3 separate regions of the Mus musculus genome follow, and all the other regions are linked to region 2. The links are chromatin contacts, called in public HiChIP or PLAC-seq and promoter capture Hi-C maps. All regions are on one chromosome and are shown on one strand. Each heading gives the region's core, a stretch centred on a gene start, on an enhancer-like site or on the middle of the called end of the contact. The rest is flanking DNA. Distances are from core to core; before and after follow the strand shown. Region 1 holds the start of Champ1 (chromosome alignment maintaining phosphoprotein 1). Region 2 holds the start of Cln8 (CLN8 transmembrane ER and ERGIC protein). Region 3 holds the start of 1700029H14Rik (RIKEN cDNA 1700029H14 gene).

What was found. Promoter capture Hi-C pulls out the DNA fragments that hold promoters and counts their contacts. HiChIP or PLAC-seq counts read pairs in DNA pulled down with a chosen protein or histone mark.
Region 1: a contact with region 2 is called in an H3K27ac HiChIP or PLAC-seq map of extraembryonic endoderm stem cells, with 8 times the contacts expected there. The contact joins the promoter of Champ1 here to the promoter of Cln8 in region 2. A contact is called at or near these places in 12 of 39 promoter capture datasets (the 3T3-L1 cell line, cranial neural crest, embryonic stem cells and 8 more), 13 of 115 datasets of contacts at active chromatin or transcription factors (embryonic forebrain, embryonic stem cells, extraembryonic endoderm stem cells and 6 more) and 1 of 9 other capture datasets (adipose tissue).
Region 3: a promoter capture Hi-C map of embryonic stem cells shows a contact between it and region 2, with 3 times the contacts expected there. The contact joins the promoter of 1700029H14Rik here to the promoter of Cln8 in region 2. A contact is called at or near these places in 4 of 39 promoter capture datasets (embryonic stem cells, hippocampal neurons, pre-B cells and 1 more).

The regions. Positions count from the first base shown.
Region 1 is chr8:13,867,977-13,871,437 of GRCm38.p6, reverse strand. Champ1 (chromosome alignment maintaining phosphoprotein 1) reads right to left here and starts at 1,797. Exons shown (of 2, transcript NM_181854.2): 1 at 1,627-1,797.
Region 2 is chr8:14,887,187-14,890,707 of GRCm38.p6, reverse strand. Cln8 (CLN8 transmembrane ER and ERGIC protein) reads right to left here and starts at 2,172. Exons shown (of 3, transcript NM_012000.3): 1 at 1,590-2,172.
Region 3 is chr8:13,560,775-13,564,449 of GRCm38.p6, reverse strand. 1700029H14Rik (RIKEN cDNA 1700029H14 gene) reads left to right here and starts at 1,989. Exons shown (of 9, transcript NM_025601.3): 1 at 1,989-2,291. The coding sequence starts at 2,102.

The sequences.
Region 1 (3,461 bases), core at 548-3,047, 1.0 Mb after region 2:
TAAAAATACACTTTGATATATGTTTTATGTTAAAACTCCAACACAGAACATGTGTGAGCTTAGTGGATATGTAAGCTACACTAGTTGCCAACTTAACACACCTGGGATACAGGAACCTCACCTGAAGAACTGTCTCCATCATAGTGATTTAATAGGCATCTGTGGAGCATTTTCTTGATTTATGATTGATGTGGGAAGCACAGCCCACGGTAGCAGGTACTGTCCCTAGGTGTGTAGGCCTTTGCTGTATAAGAAAGGGAACTGAATTGTGAGTTTGGGAACAAGCTAGAACACAGCTCTACTCTGTGTTTTCTGCTTGAGTTCCTGCCCTTAATTCCCTCAACAATGGACTATAACCTGTAAGATGAGATTGATCCTTTCCTCCCCACAGGTGTTTTTTGATCACAGCAACAGAAAGCAACCTAGGATGTTGGCACTATTAGTCTACGTATATACTAATAAGACTGTTCTTTCTTTTTTTAAAAAAAGATTCATTATTATACATAAGTACACTGTAGCTGTCTTCAGACACCCCAGAAGAGGGCATCAGATCTCATTACAGATGGTTGTGAGCCACCATGTGGTTGCTGGGATTTGAACTCAGGACCTTTGGAAGAGCAGTCAGACCTCTTAACCATTGAGTGATCTCTCCAGCCCAAGACTGTTTTTTCTTATTATTATTTTATTATATATAAGTACACTGTAGCTGTCTTACAAATGGTTGTGAGCCACCACGTGGTCACTGGGATCTGAACTCAGGGCCTTTGGAAGAGCAGTCAGTGCTCCCAACCACTGAGCCACCATCTCTCCAGCCCATAAGACTGTTCTTTATGAATAGCCTTTTTTTTTAAGGTTATACATTTTTGACTGGTTGTTTTTCTTTAAAAACTACAACAACAACAACACAAAGCACAAATAACCCTTACGTTTCTACACGTTTTCCAATTCCATTAACAACTTGTGTTGATCAGTGAGCTAATTTGTAACAAGTGTCACTTTTTTGTTCCCAAGTCCTGGGATGGAACCCAAGGCCTCACTCTTGCTAAGCACGGGCTCACCATCGAGCCGCAGCGTCAGCCTAATTTAGGAGATCCACAGTTTACAGGAGAGACAGTGCATGGCCACGTGTGTGCCACTAACAGTGTAGCTAATGGCTCTGAGTTCCTTGTGTTCTTGACAAGCAAGATCCGTTGACCTGGGGGTAGAACTTCTGGGCACCGAGCGATCTTTAGATTAATTAAATGTTTGGGAATACTAGATTGGCACCGGTTTACACTCCACAGTCAAGTGCCAAAGCGCTGGCCCTTTCTCGGGAAAACACCCCGCTAGGCTGCAGCCATCCATCCGAAAGGGTACCTGGGCGAGGCTAAGCCCGGATACGGTCCACGTCCAGAGACCTTCGGAGCCTCGGGACAGCAGCCCTAAAGCAGATTCCAGACCGATACCGCCCCCTCCCATCCTGTGCGCCGCCACGCAAGAAAAACACAAGGCTGGCCCCGGAGGCGGAGAGCAAGGATGAGGCCACCGGGCGCTCCGGCCTCCAGGCCGCGCCAAGCGCACCACGGCGCCCGCCCTCCCGCCGAACCCTGCAGCCCGTACCGAGGCGCCCGCCCGCCCGCTCCTCACCATCCGGCGAGGCGTCCTGAAGTGAAGAGGAGGAAACGCCCACAGGAAACTCTGGGCTGGCTGTGCGGCCTCGGGAATGGCGGCTGGACGCAGGACCAGCCGGGAAGTACCGCGCGCTCGCACCGGAAGTGCCGTCGCGTGCCTCCGGGTCGCCCCCTTCCCCCGGCCCCTAAGGTTCCCAGCTGGGCTGTGCCGGAGGAAGCAAGGGCCCAGCCCCAGGCCTGGGCTTCTGTCTCTTTGCTTAACCCCTCTTTTGATTGTTTGGGTTTTTTGTTTGTTTGTTTGTTTGGTAGGTTCGTTTTGATTATTTTTGTCTTTTGATTTGTTCCTTCCTAATAAGGATGCGTTCATTCATTCATTCCAATAAGACATACTGTCTAAACTAGAAATACAAGGCAAATACAAAGCTTTTCGAAGGCAGTAAACAGGTTTCATGTCTCCAAACACAAAACTCTAAAAATTGGCTTCAATTGCAATTGAAATGTATTCACTTTTAGTTTTAGTATTAGTCTGTTTGCTTTGAAAGATTGTGAGGACCTAGTTTACCTTACTTTATACACCTATGTAATTTCTTAAGCTTTTGCCTTTTTGTTGTTATTGGTGGTGGTAGTGGTTTGATTCCTTGCATTTTGGACTTGAATGATGATAGAAATGAACCCAGGGCCACCTTATTTAAGCATCCCACGCTGTCTGACACATAACACATTAGTGACTTTGTTTTTTTTTAAGACCGTCTCTCCCTATGTAGCCCTGATATCCACCTGTCTCTGCCTCCTTTCAGGTGCTGGGCTCAAAGGCACGAGCCACCACAAGCATTCCTAACCCACTTTTGGGAATCCATGACCGTTTGCACCAACAGTCACTGTCTAAGAGTCAGCAAGCACACTTCTTGATCCCAAGTGCTGGGATTAAAGGTGAGTGCCGCTAGGCATGGTGGTGCACGCCTTTAATCCCAGCACTCGGGAGGTAGAGGCAGGCAGATTTCTGAGTTTGAGGCCAGCCTGGTCTACAAAGTGAGTTCCAGGACAGCCAGGGCTATACAGAGAAACCCTGTCTAGAAAAACAAAAAAAATCAAACAAACAAAAAAAAAAATGAGTGCCACCACTGCCCAACTTGTTTTCAATTTTTGAGGTGCTGGAAGTCTAACCCTTGTTATTCTAAGTGAGGATGTTTGGCACCTTCAAGGAACTTAGGGGAGGAAAGGGTTTACTTTATAAGATACTGAGGAAACTCAAGGCAGGAACCTTGAGTAAGCAGAGACCTTGGTGCTATTCCTAGCTGGCTTTCTTCTAGATGGCTTGTTACCTTCCTTATACAGCCTAGGCCCACCTGCCCAGGTACGGAACAGCCCCCAGTGTGTGGGGGTCTCCCCACATAAGTTAGCAATCAAGAAAATGCTCCACAAAAATGCCCACTAGTGCTCTTACACTCTTGCCTCTCTTGCCTCTCGCCCCCTTGTTCCTCATCTCTCCCCATTCCCTTCCCCTTTCTCTCCATATGTTCATGGCTGGCCTCTGCTTCTCTGCTCTCTCCTTCTCTCTGCCTCTCTCTGCCTCTGCTACCCTCTTAACTCCCCTCCCCATGCCCTGAATAAACTCTATTCTATACTAAAAAAAAAAATGTCCAATAGTCAATCTGATGCAGAAAATCCCTCTGTTGAGGCTCTCTACAGATATCCTAGTGCTCTGAAGAATAAGGCCAGGGCCCCAGGCTGACAGCATCTGATGCTGAGTCCTGAGGCAGGTCTGAGGAATCTAGCAAGTGCCCAGAAGGCACCAGAACTGCTTCTGGCTGGAGAACCCCATTGTGAGAATTATACTGTAGTGGACAGATG
Region 2 (3,521 bases), core at 923-3,422:
GTTAAGGGGATCCAGAGGAAGAAGTTGCTCCCCCGAGCGAGGGACAGATTGGGAGCCTTGCCTGTGAGTCTCTCTGCCACTTACTTCTGAATCGGGTACCCCATGCGTGAGTTGTGGACTGAGGCTTGTCATTGGAGTGCTGAGCCTTGCCTATGAGCCTCTCTCTGCCATCTGCTTCTGAGTCACCATGCCAGTGTTGTGAACTGATGCTTGTCACTGTAGTGAATAAACCTTGAGGTCAAATGGTTATCTGGACTCTTTCCTTCCCAGCCTTAAGCTGGGCGTGACTAGCATGCTGACTCTCACATCTTAGCTCGGCACTCTCTGGTTACTCAAGGCAGGTACCCTCCCACACTGGCTGATACCCTTCCTTGACATATCATAGAGCAATAGATGGACTGTAGGCACGAGGATTCTCCTAACACTTTCAGAAATCACACACAGGCAGCTGGCCAAAGTATTTTCCCAGTGCCAAAAGACATGTATGCTTAACAAAGCTGAAAAGAAAACGTATAAGCCTGGAAATAGAGAACTGAAACCCGTTCTCCTCCGAGAGAGCCCTAAGCAATACCACGGGTTTGGGGGCACATGCTGAGTCAGTCTTTCTCTAGATAAAACGTTTCCTTTTTATTAACAGAAAGGAATAAACACACGGCAGCTGTTTACTCTGCCTTTGCCTTTTGCAGCACATCGGGCATGCCCCTCACTAATCCTGTCCCACGTGGTTCTCAGTGGCCTAAGAGAAACACTACTGGGACTTATTTACCTATCCACTAACTATCCTAGCCGGATTCTCCAGATTCTCACTATCCGAAGAGATTCGGTCCTGAATAGCACAGGGAGAGCTTTCAAGGTCTAGGAGCTTTGTTTCCATAACAACTAGCACCTAGAGGCTAGGGCGGGTCTACCAGAGCTTGGGTGGGTGTAGTGGAATCTCATATTTTCAGAATATCTGAGGTTTCCTTAATCATAGCCTTTCCCACTCTTCCTAGAGAAAAGTTTAAATAAAAAAATACAAAACACGGGAACAAGTCCAGTGTATAGCTACAGATTTCATACATAAACACGGTCAGAAAACAAATATCGATACCGACATGAATTCAAACAGTACTTAGGAGCAGCCACCTACTCTGTCATTCCGACGACTCTGAAAGCCTTCTAAAAGGGCTTAGGCACCCTTTTCTAAGGCAGCAGCACCCTAGCCCCAGGACCTCCCACGGTGTGCTGAGAGCTAGGGGTCCTTCCTATTCCCGCTCCCCTTCACTAAGTGCTGACACCACCCAGTCCTACCTCGCGGAGATCTGACCAACATCGCCTTTCACCCTCTGGTCCCATGATGATCCACACTCAAGTTCCTCATCCCCTAGCACTGTACAGACCTAGCCCAGCGACCGTGGTCCATCACTTTGCTGCCCCAAGTTCTCTTGCGACCCAGGTCGACCTATCCAGTCGGACCCAGTCTGAATCGTCCACCCGCGCCCACGGTGGCCCAGGACCTATACACCAAATGGAATGCTTCCTCCTCGGGTGGCCAAGCAAAGACTGCGCTGCTGCAGGCAGGTGTATACAGGGTGCCCTTCACGTCTCACCTGCATTCAGGTGAGCAGAAGGGGGGCGCCGCCTCTTGGTCCATCAGCTGCTTAGACTCGCTGTCCCAGGAGCTCCTGAGCCGTAGACACACCTCGTGACCGGAGCCAGATAGAATACCGGTCGCTGAGTGGCACTGGAGACTAGGGCCCCACGCCCATCTGTGTCCCCGCCTCAGCTGGGCACCCCGCTTTCAGGCCATCCCGCCCCTAGCACCGGAGAAATCACCCACGACAGTGTCGCGCGCTGAGCAAACACTATCCACTGCGCACGCGCACTGCTGAAGCCCTAAGCCTCGCCTCCCTAGGACGCTACCAAGGTAGACTCGGGGGGCACGAGTTGGGGTAGGATCATCCCATCCAGCGCCATGGGGGTGCCTGGAGCAGGCTACACAGTTCGCAGCGCGCTATGCTAGATTTGACTATCGTAGCTCAAGTTGGTGCTGGGACCTTAAGAGTGGTACGGAGGGATCAGTGGAGGAATTCCTCAACCCCCACCCCAACTGACCTTCCACGATCCTCTGTGTGGACCGTCCCCCAAGACCCTCCTACGTACACCCCTTCACTCCCTGTCCCTTCCCTCTTTCCTAAGTCCCTAAGGCCTCTGACGTCAGAGCGCAGAGGTGAAACGCAAGCGCACGCGTCTCCTGGTTGGTGCTGCCAGAGCTCCAGGCGACTGCATGGAGTCGAAAAACTTGCTCAGGCCGACAAAATGGACCGCACTGTGTCCCTTGCTACAGCAGCATTGTCTTCCAGGCGGTGGTAACCAGCTCCTGTCTGCACAAGTACAGTTCGGGCTTACGGTCCCTTAGGAAAAGGTGGCTGTGAGGCGTGTGCAGAGCTACCCTGTGCTCCTGCTAAGAGCCGAAGCTAATTCAGAGCCAGCATTATGAGAAGAGCAAAGACCTCCCGACCCATTCCATGTACCTACTAACCAAGCGGGGCTGGTAGGGTAGCGGTGAGAGGTGCGGAATCAGTCCCCTCTCTCTGAGCAGATAATCAGCACTTAGTACCCTCATCTACCTAGCATAGCAGGAAAACCAACCTGGCTCGGGATTCACGTCTGGCCTCAGCACTCCTTGTGCAATGTCTGCTAGTCAGGTGCTTGCAATTGCCTGGCCCTTATCTAGACAGGGCAATTGCCCACCCTACCCTGGATTGCAGACAGGTGGCCACATAACAGAGTCCTCCCTAGAGCCCTTTATCATACCATATCTTGATAATTAACAAGATAGCTGGTTTAAAAGACTAGAAGGAATAGCGTCCTGTACATACCCACCCTCCTGGTTCTGATATTGTCTCTGAACACCCAGGAATTGCAACATAGTTAACCAGGCCACCTGCAGAAATACCTTTGAGAAACATCACACAAGATGGATAGAATGGCTAATGAGCTGTGACTTCAGCCCTGTGCCCCTGTGACTTGTGATAAGGGTCCCTTTACAGCAAAGATTTTACACCGACGTTCAAGTTCTGTTATTTTCCTGAGGTTTCATCAATATTTGGTGCACCCCAGAGTCCATGGTTGGCACCTTAGTTTTTCCACTTGGCTGGTATGAGCAATAACATAGTTTCAAGACCACCCTAAGCTGCTTGAAACCCTGTGTCAAAATAACAAGAGAGATCTGGGTGTGTAAACAGCGTTTAGTAATACTGACCTTTGGCCAGGTGGAGATAGGAAGGTCAGGGGTTAAAGGTCATCTTCAGGGAAGGAGTTGATTTTAAGGTCAGCCTGGGTTAGACTGTTTACAAACACACCTTTCCTATCTGACCGCAGTTCCTGCATCATCACCTGCAAGTTTGCACCCCAGGCACTGTTTCCATCTGGCCAGCCTGGCTGGATGTCTCCTCTAAGCCCTCCTTAAGCCTCTCTTGTGTCAGGTTCCCACACCACACAGCTCACTCATCCATCCAGATGTTACAGTTGCCTGTCCC
Region 3 (3,675 bases), core at 740-3,239, 1.3 Mb after region 2:
TTCCTTGCCAACCTCACAGCCTGTGGCTAACTGGAGCAACCTTTTGGAATGTATTAACAAAACTCTAGTTTCACCCAACCAAAGGGCTACGAATGCCTTGGGACAGCATCTGCAGCCCAGAGCCGAGATTCTCTGCCTTTCTGTAGACATCTTTTTACAATGTCCAACAGTGTATTTGAAAAGTGCTTTTGTTCCTGACTTCCTTTGTCCTGCTAATATAAAAACTTCATGGGCTGGAGATACTTCAGTGCTAAGAGCACATCTTGCTATTAGAGTTTAGTTCCCCACGCTCAAATCGGATGCCTCGTGACTGTCTGCACATCCGGGAGATCCAGCACCCTCTTCTGGGCCACGCCAGCACCTGCACTCACATGCGCGCATAACTAGAATCGAGTTTAAGAAACTATAGTTATTAATATGACACAGCCAGTCCCCCCCCCAATAACCGAGGCAGAGTCCTATGGATTATTTCATTCTGTCTTGTACAATTATTGGGGAATTACCCCTAATCTATATTTCTATAGATTATTATACTTAATTTCCCAGCTGCACTCCCCCAATACTTGCGGTTTGACTCTTCTCCAGTCGTATCTGATCTTTATTGATCTTTAACAATTTGGAAGGACTCCATAGCTTTTCTTTTCCTATGGAACAAATGTAAAATCTCCCAACATAACATACCTTCTTTTTTCTGCATGGAGTTATTTTTATTTTTATCTGCTAATCTAATGCAGCAATCCTTTCTAACTTCACGTGGCTGCCTGTATTGTTCTCAGCTGCTCTCCTCCAAAGCAAAAATTGGCTGTTCGAATCCCACCTCAGTTACTTCTGGTCCAGAAGTCTGACCTGGGGTTGGGGGTGGGGTGGGGGTGCGTTTCATTTGGGCACCTGATCCTGCTCCATCACATGTAATGGGAGTCTCCGGTTCCCTCTTCATCCACCCTCTTTCTCCTCCTCGTGGTCCCCACCTGCAACCCCCAGCCCAGTGTCTGAAACCGCATCTTTCATATTCTCCCCAGTAACTGGCTATAGCCACCTTTATTTAGCCAGTGGTTTTAAATTGGGGAGCAAGGTTTTCATAGCATCACTGGTATACATAAGGATCTGCTCACTGGGCACAACCAGGTCTTGGGAGCCAGTATTTAGCATTTGAATACACAGCAGCACCAGACCAATCCCTAACACGTATCCACATAACACATATCCACACGCAGACATACACATACTCATAATTTAAAAGAAAAAAATTTGTCCAACGGTTAGTAGGTTGGAACACTGAGTTTGTGTTCGTTTGAATGTGCTCTGAGGCAGTGGTCACTTGTATTTAGCTGTAAAGCAAATGTCTATCCCCTCAGGGGAGAGTTGTATGCTATGTTGGCACCAGGGGGGAGCCCCAATCCACTGTGTTTGCTGTCATAGAGGAGCTGAAGAAACAGATTGGGGGGATAGTCCATGAAGATGACATCTGTAGACCCTGGGAGAGGCTGCAGGGGAGACATCCCTGCCCCTCCTTGATTTCTAGCCTTCAGCTGGGAGACATGTTCCCAACTGAGGTCGAGGTCCTGTGTGGGCAGGTTTCTCTGTCTGTGTAAGTCATCAAAATGTCTCCCACCAAGCCCTGCTCTCAGTGGTAAGTTTTGACCCACGGGCCTGAATGTAAACCAGATCACACTGCCCCAGGGCCATTTATTTTCCTGACTCTGCTTCCTGCCATCCTCACGCCCATAGAAACAGGAAGATTCTCAAATGGGAGAGAGCACTGGCTTCAGGAGCACACATTTGTGAGACACTGCCATCTAGAAGCCCCTCGCTGTTAAAGAATACCGAAGTACAGGAAAGTGGCAGATAGCAAACTGCCAAACTCAAAAAAAAAAAAAAAAAAAAAAAAAAAAACCAAACCAAAAAACCTAGAGCCAGCATGACCTCTGGGACAGCCCTCAACAACCATCCAGCTCTATCTTGTGATGTCACAGCAGCGTCATAGCAACAGTGAGTGAGATCGCGCTGGACCACTTTGCTGGCAGAGAGGCAGGGAGAGGCTGGCAGAGATGCCTTTGGTCTGAGGCTGTGCTGGTGACGCCCTCCTTCCCTCTGGGTCAGGATGGAGAAGGACCCCGCCGCGCACAGGAAGCACCGGCCTGGGCCTGGCGCCCTGCCCTCAGGAATAACCCCTGCATACCTCAAGGCCGCCAGTGACGGGGCGGAACTCCAGAGGAGCAGGAGTGTGGGTGGCTTGCACCAGAAGGGGGATCCACCAGTCTGCATCAGGAAGCTGCTACGCAAGGAGCTAGGTAAGGGGTGGCTCCCTCCTGGAGGACTGGGAGGGCAGGCAGACCTGGCCCAGCCTTAAGAAAGTACAGTTTGTGGACATCTGGACATGGGCAGTAGGTGTATCATGCAAGACACATTGCCATTAGGAGAAGGTAGCTGGTTTCCAACTCCAGAACTGCACCAAGCAATGGAAACCCTGCCTTTCTTTTGACCGCTCTTTGCTTGGGGCTTTTCTTAATAAGAAAGATCAGGGCTGGAAGAGTCTCCTAATAGTTAGCGTCTTCTGGAACACAGTCACATGTGTACATGTTTCTGGGAGTGTGGGGAGCTTCCAGTCCTTTTATCTTACATATGGGTGTTTTGCCTGCACGTGTGTATGTACACTATGGACATGCAGTGCTGCAGAGACCAAAAGAGGGCCTTGGATCCCCTGGCATTGGAATTAGACTTGAGTCCCATGTGCGTTTTGGAAATCAAAATTGAGACCTTTGGAATTACATTGAGCACCGTTTCTCCAACCCTCCCCGTCCATTTTTAAATCTTCTGAAAATAAGTCACCAGCAGACCTCCTATCAGGCACCTTCATTATTTGACCCTCTAGACTGTTATCTGAGGCTGGGATTGAACTGAAACCTACCCTTTTTTCTCCCTGGGGCATGTGAGAACTGCCAAGGTCTGAATTACAGTGCAGAGCTGTGTAACATCCCTCAGCCCTGGCCAGAAGGCCTCAGCCTTCTGCTTCTCACTGTTGGGACATCCACAGATGTCAACAACTCTGAGTACAGCACTTCAGACAATGCAGAGACAAGCACGGGATCTCCTGAGAAAGGGACACAGGGTACAGACCAAGGCCAGGTGTGCTAAGTACAAGAAGGGACAGGCTCCTTTCTGGAAAGGAGGCAGGTGGCTAAGCAGCCGGCATCTCTATGAGAGAAGGCATGGGAGATTGGGGTGAGGTTTGAAATGGATGGAAAGACTAAGAGGATCAACTGGTGAGGAAGTTTGTCCTGTACTTCCCTCAACTAGCCTGCAAGTTAACCCCCAGGAAAGGGCCAGCCAGCTCTGTAAGGGAGCCCTCCAACTCACGCTCTGGGCTTGATCTATAAGAACTCTTCTCTAGCACTTTGGAATTTCTGTCTGAGTCACAAAGCCACTGTGGGGAACAGGTAATTCCAGCTGAGGTCTGGCCCAGACGGCAACTCTGGGGGAGAGCCCAGAATATAGCCTCAAAGACGTTATCTGTGCACAACTCTTCCCATTGAACACTATGCTGAACTGCCAGGTCCCTGGAAGTTTGGGGGAGGAAGTTACATGCAGAAGGAGTACGCCAAGTTGGAAGAGCTCACAGCCAACTAGCGCCCTCCCTGCCCCCACCCCCCAAAACCAGGATCACCTGGCACAGCT